Linked DNA regions of Oncorhynchus mykiss: region 2 is linked to region 1. A link is a contact called in public Hi-C data. All regions are on one chromosome and are shown on one strand. Each heading gives the region's core, a stretch centred on a gene start, on an enhancer-like site or on the middle of the called end of the contact. The rest is flanking DNA. Distances are from core to core; before and after follow the strand shown.

What was found. Hi-C and Micro-C count contacts between places; a contact is called where the count stands out from the background.
Region 2: a contact with region 1 is called in a Hi-C map of liver, with 2.2 times the contacts expected there. The contact joins the promoter of zgc:56585 here to the enhancer-like site in region 1. A contact is called at or near these places in 3 of 3 Hi-C or Micro-C datasets (blood and liver).

The regions. Positions count from the first base shown.
Region 1 is chr2:50,511,906-50,518,824 of USDA_OmykA_1.1, reverse strand. LOC110491068 (la-related protein 1) reads left to right here. Exons shown (of 20, transcript XM_036950070.1): 8 at 3,668-3,830; 9 at 4,337-4,481. Among protein-coding and RNA genes, the nearest start is that of LOC110491068, 46 kb to the left of the region's middle. Within about 2 kb of position 3,779, at least 1 of the 11 cell types and tissues checked has an H3K27ac peak or open chromatin away from gene starts, as enhancers often do. A contact at or near this core is called in liver, where this site is marked.
Region 2 is chr2:50,573,961-50,580,786 of USDA_OmykA_1.1, reverse strand. It overlaps zgc:56585 (15-hydroxyprostaglandin dehydrogenase [NAD(+)]), which reads right to left and starts at 5,371. Exons shown (of 8, transcript XM_021564453.2): 1 at 5,089-5,371; 2 at 4,771-4,894; 3 at 3,751-3,857; 4 at 3,205-3,301; 5 at 2,856-2,932; 6 at 1,948-2,111; 7 at 1,333-1,507; 8 at 571-1,019. The coding sequence starts at 5,181. The coding sequence ends at 1,357.

The DNA of each region.
Region 1 (6,919 bases), core at 2,530-5,029:
CAGTTAAGAACAAATTCTTATTTACAATGACAGCCTACCCCTGCCAAACCTTAACCTGGACGACACTGGGCCAATAGTGCGCTGCCCTATGGGACTCCCAATCACGGCCTGTTGTGATAAAGCCTGTAATTGAACCAGGGTCTGTAGTGACGCCTCTAGCACTGAGATGCAGTGACTGCTGCGCCACTCGGGAGCCCAGATATACAGTCCAGCAGGTCCTCCTCCACTACATTATGGTCCATTCGAGACGGATCTTAAGTGCTTTTCCCCGGTGCAAGGTGCAAGACTACTACGTGAGTGAGGCTTTCACACATCCAGCAGTTCGTTCGACGCATCAGAAACGGCCACCACAGCATCTACAAGATTGCGAGGTAGGCTATGTGAGCCATACACGGCATACTTCACCCCACCATAGCACAGCACCGAATGATGTAAATGGTCAAGAAGAGGAGTGGTATTTTCATCATGAAGGAGCGGCAAAGATGACCCCCTTCACCTTGTCACATGCAACCTCATCCACTCGCCAGGTTCAATGGGATGCTGGCTCAGAGAGGGATCAGAGCCATCACCAGAGGGTATGGGTTAGAACCCTAGATAGCCCACAGCCTGCAGAGAAAAAGAGAACACATGGAGGTAAGCTGAGAAGCCCCCACACCCTACCCTTACCGGGAACACAGGAAGCTGCCAACAGCTTTCCAAGCAGAGCTAGAGGAAATCCGGAAAGAGAACGAGAAGCTGCGTATATCAATCAAATGTATTTATAAAGACCTTCTTACATCAGCTGATGTCACAAAGTGCTGTACAGAAACCCAGCCTAAAACCCCAAACAGCAAGCAATGCATGTGTAGAAGCATGGTGGCTAGGAAAAACTCCCTAGAAAGGCCAAAACCTAGGAAGAAACCTAGAGAGGAACCAGGCTATGAGGAGTGGCCAGTCTGGCTGTGCTGGGTGACGATTATAATAGAACATGGCCAAGATGTTCAAATGTTCATAGATGACCAGCAGGGTCAAATAATAATAATCACAGTGGTTGTCGAGGGTGCAACAGGTCAGCACTTCAGGAGTGAATGTCAGTTGGCTTTTCACAGCCGATCATTCAGAGTATATCTACCGCTCCTGCTGTCTCTAGAGAGTTGAAAACAGCAGGTCTGAGACAGGTAGCACATCCGGTGAACAGGTCAGGGTTCCATAGCCTCAGGCAGAACAGTTGAAACTGGAACAGCAGCATGGCCAGGTGGACTGGGGACAGCAAGGAGTCATCAGGCCAGGTAGTCCTGAGGCATGGTCCTAGGGCTCAGGTCCTCAGAGAGAGAATTAGAGAAAGCATACTTAAATTCACACAGGACACCAGATATCTCATCTAGCCGTAGAGCGAGAATTCGAGGTTCATGGCGTTAAACAGGAAATGGGGAAGCTTGTGGATAAGGTCTGCAGCCAGCTATACCCCCCCCCCCCCAAAAAAAAAAGTCTACTCAGCAACAGTCTGGCCCCAATGTACGAATTGAGTCCGTTTTTCCAGTCCACCTCATTCCCCCAGTTGAGCTAGAGGAAGAGCTCAGTGAGGAGTACGATAACGATGAGTTAGAGCAGCCAGCGTAAGAACAAGTAGTAGACCTTCTGGACAAGATGAGTGAGCTCAGTCATGAGGGATCAGGCTTCTTCTGCTGCTGCTAAGCAGAGTAGACCGGCATCGGTAGTCAAGTATCCAGGCAACCCTCCATGAGAGGCTACACCTTCGCCATGTCTCAGAGTCAAGTTATCACCCTGATGGGGGGACTGTAGCCTACCTCCTCACCAGGCCAGTGTTGCACCTTCACACTTTTCGACACCATTGATTTTATAATGTTAATTGTTCTGACCGTTTTGTTATTGGGATAAAACATTTCATTGGCCTCTAAATGTCACTCTTAAAGGCATCTAAGTGGGTATGCTGAACCTATATTGTGCAAGAAAAAAATCTGTTATGAATTCTTTAGTTTTTGTTAACGTGCTGTCAGTCAATAAACTGGTTACATTTCCAAAATCCCCTTAGTGGAAAATCATGAATTGTTATATGGAGGGCTATCAGCTGGATGGTTCGAGCGCATTCGATCCTCTGTAGAACAATACTGTTGAATGAAGCTTCGCCACATGTCATAAAGCCCAGCTCTCCACTCTACCAGCTCTCTCTTTGTGTGGTTGCGCTCCATTGCTGGTTCCGATCAATGTGTGGTTGTGCTTATGTGGAAATGGTGGAATGATCTGTCTGCTGGCTTTGCCTTGGTCTTGTGTGACCCTGATCCAGCCTCACTAAGGAAACAGTATGAGCAAAACAATTTAATAACTACCAGAGTGTGTTAGGACGTGTCAAGACCTGGGATAGCTCAGGGCAGTGGGGTTAGACATGGTGCTCGGGATTAAGAGTTTAAAATAATTTCACTATTGGAGTAGTATCATAAATGTGTTGCATATTCAAAATCCATGTGGGGTTAATTAGCTTAAGTGTTTGACCCGAGCACTGCTGCACGAGGGAGGCACTCTATTGCTGCAGCTGTGGAGGGGCCGGTGTGAGATGGGAGGGAGAGAAGGTGGAGCTCTATTGCTGCAGCTGTGGAGGGGCCGGTGTGAGATGGGAGGGAGAGAGGGCGGAGCTCTATGGCTGCAGCTGTGGAGGGGCCGGTGTGAGATGGGAGGGAGAGAAGGTGGAGCTCTATTGCTGCAGCTGTGGAGGGGCTGGTGTGAGATGGGAGGGAGAGAGGGTGGAGCTCTATGGCTGCAGCTGTGGAGGGGCCGGTGTGAGATGGGAGGGAGAGAGGGTGGAGCTCTATTGCTGCAGCTGTGGAGGGGCCGGTGTGAGATGGGAGGGAGAGAGGGTGGAGCTCTATTGCTGCAGCTGTGGAGGGGCTGGTGTGAGATGGGAGGGAGAGAGGGTGGAGCTCTATTGCTGCAGCTGTGGAGGGGCCGGTGTGAGATGGGAGGGAGCAGACGGAGGGAGAGGTGAACTTATGTGAGTGCATTGTTTATTGTTAATTTAACTTTTGTGTATTATCTACCTCACTTGCTTTGGCAATGTTAACATATGTTTCCCATGCCAATAAAACCCCTTGAATTTAATTGAGAGGGAGATGCAGTAGTACTCACACAAGTATTCGAATACTAACGTCCGTTTGGATATTCAAATATTCTACATCCCTAGCCTGGCTGGGCCTGTTGGTTTTGGCAACCAGCCGCTCCTCTCTCACCTCTGACTGGGCCATGGGAGTCTGCCTCTGACAGGAAAACACTGCCACCTTTCATTTGAGGAGAAAGGGGGTGGAACAGGGGAAGAGGAGTAAAGGTGACACTCCCTCCCTCCACCCACCCCCTGTTGTGATGAAACCTGCCGTTCTTCTCCTTCTCACTTGGCCGAGATCCACCTGTTTTGAGTTTTCAGACTCTTCCCTCTCCTCAGGAACACAGTGTTACTTTCAGAAGTCAAAGGATTTTCCCCCGGGGGACACCACATTTTAAATCTTAGCTAGTTCCTATTTAGTAAATCATTGCGCGCCTTCCTGGGATTCAACAGCTGTGCTGCAAATGTCTCCCTGCTGTTGGTGAACTCTTGTAGCTCTGCAGCCTTGTTGTTCACTTGTAGTAGGCTTGTGACAGTGGCCCTGTAATGGTTTACTACTGCCGTGTCTCCTACCAGGTCACCCTGACTACCATTATGGCTACAAGGCCTACAACGGGAAGGACGGTGCCTACGGACAGAAGTTTGGTGCTCCAGTGACCTATTACTACGACAACATGAGCAGCAGTGACCTGTACACAGTGGACCAGGGCCTGCTCAAGGACTATGTCAAAAGGCAGATGTGAGTACTTACCTACCTACCGTTGGTTACGTTGCTTTAAATGTACTACCATTGGTAACTATGCGTCATAAGTTCTGCCATTGGTTACTACGCTTTATAGGTCAATGTTTCAAGAGGAAGCAGATGTCACTGTTGTTCAGCCTTGGAATAGTGTAATATAATATATATGCGATTTAGCAGACACTTTTATCCAAACCGACTTAAACATGCATGCATACTTTCTCATATGGGTGTCCCCAGAATATAACATGGAATCTGAATCAAATTCCATCTCCTAAACATCTGATGACAATTGAAATTACGTTTATCTCCAACTCAAACAATGCTGAGAACGTAGGCAAATATTTAGTCTCAACTTTTCCCACATTATGTCATTGTATTCCCTGACAAGGGCTTGGCTTGACAGTGTTTCTTCTATTGAACATGCCTTCATAATAAAGGCATTTTAATTATAGGAAGAGTACCTTGATCCTCCTTGTTTTTGAACTTTCCGCGTCTCTCCGTAGTGAGTACTACTTCAGCCTTGGCAACCTGGAGCGGGATTTCTTCCTGCGCAAGAAGATGGACCAGGAGGGCTTCCTGTCACTTGGCCTGATTGCCAGCTTCCACAGGGTGCAGGCCCTCACCACTGATGTCAGCCTCATCATAGAGGTACATTATGTTCCTTATTTACATGTTTAGCCAGATGGCTTTAGTCTCATAACTAAATATGTTTCTATGCCTCATCAGCTGTATAATTTGTAGGTATTTCATGGCTTTTCATCGAGCTTTGACTTGTAAAAAACAGTTTCTGCAGACCGTATTAAATAGGACTGATCTCTCTTTTAATGTTGTTGTTTAATATCTATCAATCTACAAAAGTATGTGGACACCCCTTACAATGTGGTGATTTGGCTATATCAGCCACACCTGTTGCTGACAGTTATATTCAATCGATCACACAGACATGCAATCTTGATAGACAGACAAACATTGGCAGTAGAATGACCTTACTGAAGCAGCCGCCCACAAGCCTAAGATCACAATGCGAAGTGTCAGCTGGAGTCGTGTACATTTTGCTGCCATTGGACTCCGGAGCAGTGGAAATTTGTTCTCTGGAGTGGGGAATCACACTTCACCTTCTGGCAGTCCAACGGACTAATCTGGGTTTGGTGGATGCCAGGAGAACACCACTTGCCCCAATGCATAGTGACAACTGTACAGTTTGGTGGAGGAGGATTAATGGTCTGGGGCTGTTTTTCATGGTTCGGGCTAGGCCCCTTAGTTCTAGTGAAGAGATCTTAATGCTACAGCATACAATTACATTCTAGACGATTCTGAGCCTCCAACTTTCTGGCAACAGCTTGGGGAAGGTCCTTTCCAGTTTCAGCATGACACTACACCCGTACGCAAAGTGAGGTCCATACAGAAATGTTTTTTCGAGATAGGTGTGGAAGAATTGACTGGCCTGCACAGAGCCCTGATCTCAACCCTATCGAACACCTTTGGGATGAATTGGAACGCAGACTACGAGTCAGGCTTTTCCTTCACTCTGCGGTCCAACTCATCCCAAACCATCTCAATTGGGTTGAGGTCGGGTGATTGTGGAGGCCAGAACATCTGATGCAGCACTCCATCACTCTCCTTCTTGGTCAAATAGCCCTTACACAGCCTGGAGGTGTGTTGGGTCATTGTCCTGTTGAAAAACAAATGATAGTCCAAATAAGCACAAACAAGATGGGATGGCGTATCGCTGCAGAATGCTGTGGTAGCCATGCTGGTTAAGTGTGCCTTGAATTGTAAATAAATCACCGATAGTCACCAGCTGCAATTTCTGAGGCTGGTAACTCTAATGAACTTCCGCAGCAGAGGTAACTCTGGGTCTTCCTTTCCTGTGGTCCTCGTGAGAACCAGTTCCATCATAGCACTTGATGGTTTTTGTGACTGCACTTGGAAGAAACTTTCAAAGTTTTTGAAATGTTCCGGATTGACTGACCTTCATGTCTTAAAGTAATAATGGACTGTTGTTTCTCTTTGCTTATTTGAGCTGTTCTTACCATAATATGGACTTGGTATTTTTCCAAATAGGTCTATCTTCTGTATACCACCCCTACCTTGTCACAACACAACTGATTGGCTCCAACGCATTACGAAGGAAAGACATTCCACAAATGAACTTTTAACAAGGCACACCTGTTAATTTAAATGCATTCCAGGTGACTACCTCATGACGCTGGTTGAAAGAAGGCCAAGTGTGCAAAGCTGTCATCAAGGCAAAGGGTGGCGACTTTGAAAGATCTTGACTATAAAATACATTTTGATTTAACACTTTTTTGGTAACTACATGATTCTATGTATTATTTCGTAGTTTTGATGTAGAAAATAGTAAAAAGAAAAATATGAAAACCCTTGAATGAGTAGGTGTCAACTTTTGACTGGTACTGTATGTATGCATAGTGCATTAGGAAAGTTTTCAGACCCCTAGACTTTTTCCATATTTTTATGTATTCTTAAATTGATTCAATTGTATTTTTTCCTCATCAATCTACACACAATACCCTATATTAACAAAGCAAAAAATATCACATTTACATAAGTAATCAGACCCTTTACTCAGTGCTTTGTTGAAGCACCTTTGGTAGGAATTACAGCCTTGAGTCTTCTTGGGTATGACGCTACAAGCTTGGCACACCTGTATTTGGCGAGCTATTTTCAGGTCTCTCCAGAGATGTTCGATTGGGTTCAAGTCCGGGCTCTGGCTGGTCCACTCAAGGACATTAAGAGACTTGTCCCGAAGCCACTCCTGCATTGTCTTTATGTGTGCTTAGAATCGTTGTCCTTTTGGAAGGTGAACCTTTGCCCCAGTCTGAGGTCCTGCGCACTCTGGAGCAGGTCATCAAGGATCTCGCTCTACTTTGCTCCGTTCATCTTTCCCTTGGAGACAAGTCAGGGTCCAGTCCCTGCCGCTGAAAAACATCCCCACAGCATGATGCTGCCACCACTATGCTTCACTGTAGGGATGGTGCCAGGTTTCCTCCAGATGTGACACTTGGCATTCAGGCCAAAGAGATCAATCTTGTGTTCATCAGACCAGCGAATGCCTTTTGGCA
Region 2 (6,826 bases), core at 4,122-6,621, 60 kb before region 1:
GAAATATTTTGGTACCCTTCCCCAGATCTGTGCCTCAACACAATCCTGTCTCGGAACTCTACGGACAATTCCTTTGACCTCATGGCTTGGTTTTTGCTCTGACATGCACTGTCAAAGGTGCAACCTTATATAGACAGGTGTGTGTCCAATCAATTTAATTTAGCAAAGGTGGACTCCAAGTTGTAGAAATATCAAGGACGAGCAATGGAAACAGGATGCACCGGAGCCCAATTTCGAGTCTGATAGCAAAGGGTCTGAATACTTACACTACCTTTCAAAAGTTTGGGGTCATTTAGAAATGTCCTTGTTTTTGAAAGAAAAGCACATATCTTGTCCATTAACATCAAATTAATCATAAATACAGTGTAGACAGTCATTTGCAACATGAACAATTGTAGCTGAAAATAACAGATTTTTATGGAATATCTACATAGGCATACAGAGGCCCATTATCAGCAACCATCACTCCTGTGTTCCAATGGCATGTTGTGTTAGCTCATCCAAGTTTATCATTTTAAAAGGCTAATTGATCATTAGAAAACCCTTTTAGAATTGTTAGCACAGCTGAAAACTGTTGTTCTGATCAAAGATGCAATAAAACTGGCCATCTTTAGACTAGTTGAGTATCTGGAGCATCAGCATTTGTGGGTTCATTTACAGGCTCAAAATGGCCAGAAACAAAGGCCTTTCTTCTGAAACTCACCAGTCTATTCTTGTTCTGAGAAATGAAGGTTATTCCATGTGAGAAATTGCCAAGAAACTGAAGATCTGGTACAACGCTGTGTACTACTCCCTTCACAGAACAGCGCAAATGGGCTCTTACCAGAATAGAAAGTGGGAGGCCCCAGTGCACAACTGAGCAAGAGGACAAGAACATTAGTGTCTAGTTTGAGAAACAGATGCATCACAAGTCCTCAACTGGCAGCATCATTAAATAGTCCCTGCAAAACACCAGTCTCAACGTCAACAGTGAGGAGGCGACTCCGGGATGCTTGGGGCTTTTGTGGTCAGAGGGATGTCTGGGAACAAATGAGCGTAACAGATGGAAAAAGTCAAGTCACTCATCTGGGTCACGGCACCAAAGGTTATGGAAAACTCAATCGAAAGATTAAGGCAGAGACTATTTAATTGTATAATAGAAAAATCTTTAATCATGCAGCTGCAAGAATGAGATCTCTGATTTCACAGGTAAGAAGTCGAAGAGTAAATGGTTACATGTCCCTTATATAGTGGGAGGTGATAATACAATCATGTTGTTTACACAAGTTATTTTATACAAGCAACAGGACCGGAACACACAGGTCCAGGCCTTCTGTTAGTGTGCAGACATACCAGCTTGCTGGGGGAGGGATTCTGCTACAGAGAGGGGGCAAGGATACTGGGCAGCTGGGAAGCCTCTTGGCGAAACGTTACGTATGAAGCTCCCTCCTTCCGTACCAAAAGGGCCTCTCCGTTTCGACTCTCATCCGTCACCAGCTTCAAGAAGTTCTTGGCTACCTCAGAGACTCTGAAATGAAACATGTGACAACACGTCCTTAGCATACTGTAAAACAGATCAACCCGCTCCGCTCTTCCCTACCTAGCAGTGAGCACGGAGCACACATACCTGCCTACAGGTTGCAGCACTGACAAGCCCCTGTTGTTACTAGTGAATTCTCTGGAGTGTATGGGTAATGGCGTAATATTCTGGGTTGTTATAAGTTGACTGTCTTATACACCATGCAAGGTATTATCGTCTATTTGTTTGTGGGATGCGATTTTGTAGCATACTGTCATTGGGTAAATCACCACAACACTGTAGTTTAGTAGGTAGTGAGTTAACTGCTCTAAATGTGTAGTGTTCATCGTAAGTGTGTGTGCTTCTGTGCTATAGTAGGCTACATGGGGTGGGGGTAAAGAATCGAACACTGCCCATCTAATGAAAGGGGCTGGGGAGGACAGACTCACTCAAGCACACCAAACTGTTCCAGTAGTTTCTCTGCCACTCCCCTCAGACCTGCGAACTGTCCCGCAGTCTCCTCTGAACTCATGGAGGAGAGGATGGCGGTTTGGACGAAAGCAGGGCAGAGGACATTAATTCGCACCCCGTAGTCACACAAACGGGAGACATCCTGTCAGAAAACACACACACACAAGCATCATGTTTACTGTCCACTGACACAGGGAACCTAAATTGAGCATGAGGAACTAACGTTCAGCTATTATTTTTGTTGTGGTTTTCCTGTACAAATTACCAAATACCCTGCTACCACGTTCTCTCACAGTTACAATGCAAATGCAACAGATAGCAAAAAAAGGAGATGGCATTTTTGTCACCCTGGTTGTCTGTGCTGCAGAGATATAAGCAATCCTCTTTCTGATCTGATGTCTGCTTTTACTCAGACACTTAAGTGCTCTGAAGGATCTAAATCAAACCTGTGTTGGATCCCAAATGGCACCCTATTGTGCACTACTTTTGACCAGGGCCCATAGGGACGCCACATTTGGGACAACTCATAATTGTGCGCGTTATTCTAATAATCTACATACTCTGGCTCTTTGGAATCAATTGACTTCACACAGTGCATGATCAAAATAAGTATGAAGTCACACTGAGCAATTGTCTATGCCCCCATGCCTAGAACCCTGAGTTTTTCCTGACCATGTGGCCCTTGTTAGAACCTATTACTGTAGAAACTCCTGGTCATATGCTTTTCCCAATCCTCCTGCCTTTAGAAACCTATGAGCAGTGTCTAACCCCCGGGGAGGAGAGAAATGCTGATGAAGGCTGTTGTCGAAACATCCGTTGGTCTTTAGCAGCTGCAGAGGTCAAACTGAGTGGAGCACACCAATTCCTGATTCTAAGAGGGACATACCGCCATAGCCCGACTGAACCCCACCACCCCGTGTTTGGTGGCTGTGTAGATGGGAGCAGTCAGCAGAGGACCCAGACCTATGGAAAGGCAAAGGAACATTTCAGTCAGATGTCAGAACAGAAGACACAAGGCCTGCATCCCAAATGGCACACTATTCCCTATTTAGTGCACTACTTTTGACCAGGGCCCATAGGACTCTAGTCAAAAGTTGTGCACTTAATGTTCCAAAATTATAGTAAATAGAGTGCCATTTGTGTATTGGGAGTCAGCCAAGGAACTCTAGAATTGTCATTATAATAACTGAAGTGAAAAGTAACTGACGTGGAAGTAAATCAAATGGACACTGCACCTGCCATAGACGCTATGTTGATGATGACGCCTCCCTGCCCTCTGTTCTGCTTTTTCATGTGCTGGAGAGCCAGATATGTGCCTCTCACCACTCCATTCTGTAGGGCAGCACAGGATGATCAGAACAGTACAGCAGCCAAATGTGCTTAACATTATGGAATGGAAATAATCAGAACATTTTAAGAGAGTATTCCCAAAATAAAAACAAGATATAAAAATGTAAAAGTCATAACATTAAAAATAAGAAAATAACTGCCATAAAACAATCATAGTCCTATAAAACAGAAGAGCAATGACAATACATATTCATACCAACCACTTAACATACTTTTCATAAATGTGTTTTCTATATGTATGGTGTGTATCTTACACAGAGAAGACAAGTTCTGTCATGTGTAATCTTATATACGAGCACGTCATAGCCAAAATATGACACTTTTTCTGACTACTCAGCTAACAACCAACATTGTTTTTCGCAAACAGCTTCCCTAAAAACTCAAGAGTAAACTCTGTACTAAAACAACAGAAAAAAAATACTTCATCTTACGAGGTTTATAGACACACATTTCTCCCAGTTCGTCTCATCGATGATACCAGCGTTGTTGCAGACGATGTCTAAGCCCCCAAACGCCTCTACCGTTTTCTGAAAGGCATCTGTCAACAGAATAGAAATGTCACCATGAGTTGCAAAGTGAAGAAAAAGGTGCGAGGGAGTTACTTCTCACTTGTTATTTTGGGTGTGTTAGTAAATTCAATCTGGAGTGCCAGAGTGCGCTCAGGGCGTTCTTAAATTCAGAGCGTTGTTAGATTGTCCGGAAATTCCAAGCGTTTGTGACTGTAACTGTGCTGCTGAAAACAATTTAATTACGCTTTTTTTCCCAGACGTGTACTGACACCGGACATATTCAACGGGTTTTGAGCGTTTGTAAATTCATCAGATGTTCGACGCTCTGGCACACTCCGACGAGTGCTTTGAAATCGGAGTAGATAGCCAGAGCGAATTTACAAGCGCACCCTTTAGTGAAGGGAAGTCCTTCCCGGTATTACTGTGTCAGAACTTTGTGTTGACAAAGATACTGTATATCAGCTTCATTTTGAATCTACGTAGTAATACATTGGAAACACTCTGTTGATTTTGAGGGTAAACAGTCCATACATTACATAAACTGTTCTGCTCCTTGAGGAATTAGTGTGCCTTAAAAAAAGCACAAAAGAATGCAGCATAGAAGGCAATCCACACGTTCAGCCTGGCTGTAGGCTTTACTGTAGTCTATATGACTGGAGTGTGTGTGTAAAGTAAAACCCAATTGCTGCTCAAAGTTCCTCAAGTATATATGCAACAAGATTTATAGATTGGAATAATTGTATTTTCCCCAGAGGAAACTTCAGTTGTGGCAAGTTGATAATTGTAGCCTAATATTTATCTTTGTTAATCAACATTATCTGAAATCACTACCAGTGTTGAGGTAATGATGAACAGAATGGATATGGACAGTTGTGGTTCTTTCCTTAAAGCGTTTACAAGTATCTCAATATGTTACTAAATGATAAAGCAGTCATGATTTACCTTTTAGTTGTTCCTCAGATTCAACGGTGCAGGTAAGAAACAGTGTTCTGTCTGGTCCATATTCTTTATCAAAGGCAGCCTTCAAATCCTTCCCCCCTGACTCATTTATATCCAACAGGGCTACCTAAACATACAGAACAACCAAAATATTACTTTTAATAAAGAAAATCATGGAACATCGAATAAATTTATTTTGATTACGTTTATTTATTTTAATATTAGAAGTCATTTACAAGACGTAACGCATATTGTAGCATGTATTCTGACAGTGAAAAACAAAACAACAGTTTCATTGACAACACTGACGCGGACTCTTACCTTTGCTCCTTTTTGCAAAAGAATTTCTGAGAAACCTTTACCCAAACCTTGCACCGCACCAGTCACTAAAGCCACTTTGCCATGTAACGCCATCACTGAAACAAGGTAGCCTGATAAGCAGAGAAGACGCGGTAGCAAACTTCTTCAAACTCACACAAGAACAAGACTTTTGACGTCGCGGAGAAACGTTCTAAAGTCAGCGCTGAGTCCATGTCAGAACTGATTTGACGATCAACATCATTCAATGACGTCGGATCGTTGGTTGTAAGAATTGCGCACGCGCATTGTAGAACGGTGGGACACCTTCAGCAAAGACGGTACACTAGGAAGAGAGGCAAACACTGCTTCTGCAATAGAAATCCCCGATCACGTAGGCGATGCCACGGCGAAGTTGGCTAGCAAAGGCCATGCGTAGGAACACTTCATTGGGTCTAACGGCCGTCTCGTGCCGAACTGCGCATGTGTGAGCCGTCAAATCAAAAGCACTCCGACATAAAGTTGTTTTTTGACAAAAATAAAAACGTGTCAGTTTGTCACTTTCACGAGGTTGGAGTAATAATATGGTCAACTACTTAAGACATTGGCTCGAATCTAGGTTGTGCCTTGAGATTTCGAGAAAATTAATGACTAAATAAAACAATTGCATTTCTCTTACCCCAGACTCCGGCCTGGAATGTTTGGTCTGTTTCGCAAGCGTTCCCGGAAGTTTCGCGGTGTTGCGCCTCTGAGTTTAGAAACTCTGTGCTTTCAGGCTACAATTTTGGGGGGCGCTGTCCTTGGACCCTTAGTTATGGCTTAATAATAACCTATAGCTAATAATATTAGCATAATAGGCTGTATTATGTATTTTATGCAGACTGAAAGTAGCTGTTGAATCATTATGGAATGAAGAAAATACTGTATACGGGAGTCATACCTTATTTTTGTTTTGAGATCCTAGGTATGAATATTTCTATATATTATTTTGAAATTCACAAATCTTGATCTTATTTCTCTCAAGTCCAACCTACAGCAATACATTCCTCCCTTTACAGTACCGACCCTTACAGAAACATAATACTGTAGTTGCATATTTGATCACTAGATGGGAGTAAATAATCATGTCATAAGTCTGTCAATGCTTCTTTAACTTCCTCCCTTTTCCTTAAAGAGCTCTGCTAGGAGCTCTCACCCATCAAGACTTTTGACATCAGTATTGATGTAGGATAGGTTATATAAAACGGAAGCCAAGTGAACTATGTAAATACATCTGCAGTCCACTGTCATTCTGTATTGGAACTGTCCATTTTGCATCTTGGTTGTGTCTCAACAAGCAAGCTCAGCCTTTAGACATGAACATCATGAAAGGGTTACAAGATTTAATAAACATTGTTGTTATGTTGCCAACAGACACTATTGTGAAAAATAAGGACAATAATTACAATTGAATCAATCAAATCAATCAAATGTTCTCAGCACACTATAACAATTATTTTAAAATGAAATATTACTTCTTCCATAGTTAAATACCACAATTTAAAATAAAAAAGCATCAAAAACAGAAAGAAATGCATAAAACAATATAAGCATATGTCAAAAGCTCAATGCATGATTAATAGAGTCTCAGCCAGGTCACTCATGATACAAGTCAGTATTCAACATCCATCCATTTCTGCCTAGTTAAATAAAGGTTAAATAAAAAATAACAAAAATACAATTCTGAGGACGTCAGGAGATGATGTGGAAACTGGCCACAGCA